Regions from separate parts of the Salmo salar genome. Here region 2 is linked to region 1. A link is a contact called in public Hi-C data. All regions are on one chromosome and are shown on one strand. Each heading gives the region's core, a stretch centred on a gene start, on an enhancer-like site or on the middle of the called end of the contact. The rest is flanking DNA. Distances are from core to core; before and after follow the strand shown. Region 1 holds the start of cssa01h5orf63 (chromosome ssa01 C5orf63 homolog). Region 2 overlaps lmnb1 (lamin B1).

Region 1 (3,107 bases), core at 414-2,913:
ATGATGTAGGCCACTGTGTTTTTGGGGACCTTCAATTCTGCAGGAATATTTTGGTACCTTTCCCCAGATCTGTGCCTCGACACAATCCTGTCTCAGAGCTCTAAGGACAATTCCTTCGACCTCATGGCCTGGGTTTTTGCGTTGACATGTACTGCCAACTGTGGGACCTTATATAGACAGGTGTGTGCCTTTCCAAATCATGTCCAATCAATTTAATTTACCACAGGTGGACTCCAACCAAGTTGTAGAAACATCTCAAGGATGATCAATGGAAACAGGATGCACCTGAACTCAATTTCGTGTCTCATAGCAAAGTGTCTGAATACTTATGTAAATGTACTTTGTCATTATGGGGTATTGTATGTAGATTGATGAGGGGGAAAAAACTATTTAATCCATTTTTGAATAAGGCTGTAACGTAACAAAATGTGGAAAAAGTCAAGGGGTCTGAATACCTTCCGAATGCACTGTATGTGCCATTTAGCAGACACTTTTATTCAACTGTTCAGCAAACTGAGAAACATAACCTCACCCTGTGTTTGTATGGTTCAAGGACTTCTTTTGCTTCATCACACAATGGGCATGGATCCTGGAAAATGGTTAAATATGTATATCAATAGTGCTAACTAATGTATTCCGTGTCAAGGAAAACCTTGAGAGGGACCACTAATATGAATATTATCTGATAATTTACATTACTCAACAATTCACATTACCTTGGTAAAAAGCGTTAAAGTAGGTAAGTACTTTTGGGAGAAGAGTCTTCTAAGCAGATGAGCAGAACTCTTTGTCCTGTGGAGAGTCCTTGGCAAGACCAAATGCATTGTCTGTCTGCAAAGTAGACAATTACTGCATCAGACATGTAGGCTTGGCATTACTTTATACTACTACTTTATATGCTCTCTGTTACTGGGAGTTGCATTTTTCTACTCACTTATTTCTGAGTGAATGTGTGTTGTCTATCCAGAGCTGAAGGTTGGTAGGCTGCTTCTTAACCAGATGGAAGAAAATGAGCTATGGTCCAGCATTGAATGTCTTGTAATGCTTGTTAATGCTTTATAACTTAAGCTTGATGCCTTGTATGTAATCCATTCATTTTCCAAAGTAATTAAATACAGTTGTATTTAGGATTCCATTCTCAGACATTTCTTGATTGCCTATTAGTGTAACTCAAATATATTGTTCTTCCATATTGCTAAATCATCTTTATGGAGTCAGATAAACATTTTAATTGGCTAATTGCTTAGTCTTTTTACTAGTCACATGTGAGGTATTTATAATATCATATATACTGTATATACACAAAATATTACGGCTACAGATATTCAGATATTCTTGTATTTCAAAAACATTTCGATTGCTATAATAACCCATCTTTGCATTGTGAAGGGTGACCAGAGTATTAAGACAGCCATATTTCATCTCCATTTTCTCCACATATAAACTCTAAAGCACTCGGTAAATCTGTCAGAAATCAACTAATTTTTAAAAACAGTAGCGCCGATTGCGTAGGATGTCGCTCTCCTGTTTGGTTGCAATATTTATTTTTAGCGTAGACCTGTGTCTTGAGGTAGTAAATAAACCTACCTCTGTATCTATGTTCATTTTTCTATATGAAATTGTTTTATGCAGTATAAAAATGTATGCACGTCAAAAGCCTGGCAGTATTTGAGTTATTTGTGTAAAAGATTAGAGTTTATGAAATATCTCACCTTTGAGCGGACGAGCAGGCGTGACAAAACAGGGAAAAGGAACGCAAATGTATGTGATACCTATTGGTTGACTGTCATTTTACTTCCTGTTCAAGAGAGTGCCACTATTGGACAATTTTCTGTCCATCAAATAAAGTTAAACCTACACGCGGCAGTATTGTGGAAACGTGTACAATCTGCGGTTACAAAGTTTCCATTCATAAAATGACAAATGACAGTCAGATGGGTGCCCCCATTTGTTAAACAATAGCAAGTATTTAGCCTTTTGTTGTTTGTATAATGACAAACCTTAATTTGCAGTGCATTTCTTTTCCAATCAATATTGATAATGGACATAATTTGGAAATGGGTATTACTTGTAGTATATAGTATTAACAAATAATACTATTTTACAGTGATGACCTATATCCTAGATATTCATACTGTATGTAAACCTCCTCAAAACAATCCTGGTATTGAAAATATGTCAGCTGAAGACTCACTGTCTGCACTGAAATATATAATAATAATAAAGACCTTTTGAATGTTGACAACTAAGCGAGGTCAAGCCCCATCATTTGACACACTCACACACACACACACACACACACACATACACTTTTACCTTATTACACATGTACTACACTTAGTAAACAAATGTCAAAGAGCCAGTATCCTAATAACACCTCATAATGTAAGTTATTATGTAACCAGACCAGTTTTTATGCAGTTATTTTGGGATTGAATGATCAAGGTGTGCCACACTGAATCCAACCTCAACGTAAGTACAACAATCTGAAACAAATACCTAATGATTTGGTGCGGCTAATCCACTAGTATCGAGAACCTGACTAGGCGACAATGACCAGTCAGGTTGTGTTTTCGAGACTATTAATCCACAGCGTGGAGTTTGTTTGGCTGCTGAGAGCGTGCAGCCACTGCCAGTGGCACATGGACAAGACCGCGCAGCTCTCAAACTGTGTGAGCAAGTGATTTAGCTGTTTTAAAAGGAGGAGAGTAATATAACATAATGTATGTTGTGTTGATGAAACATTTCAAGCCTTTCCACCTTCATCATCACCTGTATCCATTATGTTACTAGGACAACGGACAGTTGTCATTTGATTGTGCCTGTCAGGAATCCCGCTTCCTGAGTCTGTTTCTGCCTGAGATGACTGTTTTTGTTTAAGTGTTGTCTAAGGTTCCTGAACGCACCCTGTCTGGTTGCCAGGCAACGAGGTTAGGCGGGAGATCTATTTATTACCTGCACCTGCATCTCATCAACCTTCTGCACACCTGGTCCTGATCTTCACCTCTTCTTAAACCCTGAGCTGACATCCATTCCCTGCCGGATCGTTAGCAACGAACAGTATGTTGTGCCAGCGTATCAGCCTCATGTTTCCTGAGATAGTTTTG
Region 2 (3,239 bases), core at 43-2,542, 33 kb before region 1:
TGATATACCACTGCTTTCAGCATTGAGTTTGAACCACCCAGTTTATACTATGACAGTATTAACAGGGCAACAGTCCTTTCTTGGACAAAGTTGGTCTTCAAAGAAGGCTTGACTTGAGTTATTTACAATAACTTGAAGACTAAAATTAGAATAATGGTAATAATTATTACTCTGAAGGTATGAATTGATTAACACTAATCAAAAAACTTTACTTTTCACGATCATTATGTTTGTAAAGTGAAGACCTGGAGATCATGAACATGGCTGTGTTTGTTGGCTCATTTCTTGGGCTGCTCTTTATTTAACTAGGCAAGTCAGTTAAGAACAAACTCTTACTTACAATGACGGCCAAACCCTCCCCTAACCCGAACGACGCCCTATGGGACTTCCGATCACAGCCGGTTGTGATACAGCCCGGGATCGAACCCGGGTCTGTAGTGACGCCTCTAGCACTGTGATGCAGTGCCTAAGAGCGCTGCGCCACTCAGGTTCCCTTTGGGTTGTTTCTTATTGCTTCCTCTGAGATGCAGAGGCTGAGATCTAAAAAGTGTTGTCTTCTCCTTTTCATGAAGGTGAGTTTGTTAGGTAACGTTCAGGCTACATTAGCTCTTTTTAAAGTCACATGTCTTCGTCTGAGACTGTTTTTAGTGTATGGGCTCTTCTGTCACAATTCCCATACTGAATAGGTACTATTTCCTTTAAAAAGGGTCTTCTGAGGAATGGAGGAACCCACAGCAGGGCAGACGCATCGCTACAATGACCCCTAAACCCCCCCGTCTGTGTTGTAGGAGATCAAGGAGACACGGAGGAGACACGAGACGCGTCTGGTGGAGGTGGACTCTGGCCGGGCTGTGGAGTACGAGTTCAAACTGGCCCAGGCCCTGACTGAGATGAGGGGGCAGCACGACGAGCAGGTCAAACTGTACAAGGACGAGATGGAGAACACTTACGTGGCCAAGGTGAGACAGAAAACACACACACACCTACCTGTTAACTTGTCGCCAAGGTGCAAGGCAGAAACACAACATCCTTGATGCAGACTGGAGGTCCCATTTATTGTTTGGTCATATACCAAGGCTTTTAGGAGATTCTGTTCCTGACTTGCTGTGGAATTGACCATAAAGTAAACCTCATTCCAGTGGGTCTCGCCATGCTGGGGTGACCTATTGGGAACATTGCATGTAAATCTGTGTCAAACTTACTAGTTGTTGGATACCAATAAAGTCACGTCATCAAGCGCAGTGTTACACAGCAAATCTAAAAAGACCCATTTCTGGTGTTGCACTTCCTCTCTGGCTGGTCAGGAAGCCCTCTCTGTGACGTTCACTTCCTCTTTGTGAGGCGTTGCACTATCCATCCTTCCGTATGTGTGAAATGAACATTGTTTGTACCCACATAACCCATTTTAACTCTGCTCTGTCCTCCTGTGTACCCGGGGGCAGCTGGAGAACGTGCGCCTGTCGTCGGAGATGAACAGCTCGTCGGCCAGCATGGCCCGTGAGGAGCTCCGGGAGTCGTGCCTGCGTGTGGAGAGCCTAGCCGCCCAGCTGGCCAGCATGCAGAAAGAGGTGAGACCTCATCAATCAAATGTATTGGAAAGGTGTTTTTACATGATTTGAGGTGACGGTTGTACCATTATTACTATCTACTGACAATGGTTATGATGCTATCCAATTACTTTTTAAAGAGGTTGATGATTTGGACTACACACTTAGACTAGAGTCTGATACTTAAACTAGCCAGAATGCAAAAAGGGGTGAGATGATATGGAGGATACAGGAGTAATGTTACACAGGAATAAAACAGGAATAACAATGTTCAGGTGAAAGGAGGTACTACCTGAACACATAATGTGTTTAACTTGTGTGTCCCACTGAACACAACCCTAACCTGTAAAATATCTCTCCTCTAGACCCGTGGATGGCAGGACCGGATCCACGAGCTGGAGTCAGCCCTGGCCCAGGAGAGGGACACCAGCCGCAGGATGCTGGGGGAGAAGGAGCGGGAGATCGCGGAGATCCGGTCCAAGATGCAGCTGCAGCTGGATGAGTACGAGCAGCTGCTGGATGTCAAATTGGCCTTGGACATGGAGATCAATGCCTACAGGAAGCTACTGGAGGGAGAGGAGGAGAGGTGAGGGTGAAGAGGGACACATACAGAGATCAATGCCTACAGGAAACTACTGGAGGGAGGAGAGTGACTCATACATGTACTTATGCTGACTCATGCAACAGTCACACTTGTATACACACATAAAGTTCTGCATGAATGTGGATGTAAAAATTGACTTTAGGGTGAGCACAAATACAGAGAGGGGGGGAGGGGAGACAACACATAATTCAGATACAATCAGTGTCATCTTCTCTTTGGAGTGGAGCGCTTCAACGTTTGGCTCCTCTCCTGTTCTGGGTCAGGTCCCAGGCTGATTTGTTGAGTTTAAAAGTTGTGTAGGTAGTGTTCCAACTGGCCAGACATGTACACATGCGTACACGTCTATGTAGATTCTTCATGCAGGAGAAATGTTAACTTCCTAGCTTGTCGTCTAGCTGTTACCGAGAATATAATGGTGTTAACCTCTTGAGCATCTGATCCCGTTTGCGGGATCAAAATCCAGCGAAAAATCATATCGCCAATTAGCATTAAAAAATTATCATAATTTTTTACAAAAATAAAAAATATTTTTTTTTTTTTATAGATACACCTCTCCTGAATCGACCCACGTCGTCCGATTTCAAAAAGGTTTTACAGGAAAAGCAAATCATTAGATTATATTAGATGAGTCCATCGTAAAAAGCAGCTTCATAGCCATTTTCCGACCAACCACTTCCATCACATATTATCAATAAACAGCTAAATGTAGCACTAACCTTTTACAAACTTCATCAGATGGCACCCCTAGGACATCATGTTATACAATGCATGCATTCTTTTGTTCAATAAAGGTCATATTTATATATAAAAACAGCATTTTACATCTCTGTCTGACGTTGACTACCTAATTTCCCCTCAAAAGCGTCCCGGTAAACAATGCTACGTTTCAATAAATTGCTATACTATAACGATTTTTTAAATGTATATTGTCAATCTAACATTTATAGATGAATATCTCTTGAGAACACCCGTCATACCAGATTTTAAATTAACTTTACTGGGTAATCACACTTTGCGATAAAAGGAGATGCGATACTCAGAAAATCAGCTAATATACAGTGCTCGGCGCCATCTTGGACGCAACAGTA

Evidence for each region. Hi-C and Micro-C count contacts between places; a contact is called where the count stands out from the background.
Region 2: a Hi-C map of blood shows a contact between it and region 1, with 9 times the contacts expected there. The contact joins the enhancer-like site here to the promoter of cssa01h5orf63 in region 1. A contact is called at or near these places in 3 of 3 Hi-C or Micro-C datasets (blood, gill and muscle).

Annotation. Positions count from the first base shown.
Region 1 is chrssa01:162,383,924-162,387,030 of Ssal_v3.1, reverse strand. cssa01h5orf63 (chromosome ssa01 C5orf63 homolog) reads right to left here and starts at 1,663. Exons shown (of 5, transcript NM_001140697.2): 1 at 1,588-1,663; 2 at 935-990; 3 at 717-831; 4 at 533-589. The coding sequence starts at 1,605.
Region 2 is chrssa01:162,416,619-162,419,857 of Ssal_v3.1, reverse strand. It overlaps lmnb1 (lamin B1), which reads left to right. Exons shown (of 12, transcript XM_014144025.2): 5 at 789-959; 6 at 1,443-1,568; 7 at 1,913-2,133. Among protein-coding and RNA genes, the nearest start is that of lmnb1, 20 kb to the left of the region's middle. Within about 2 kb of position 1,292, at least 3 of the 13 cell types and tissues checked have an H3K27ac peak or open chromatin away from gene starts, as enhancers often do.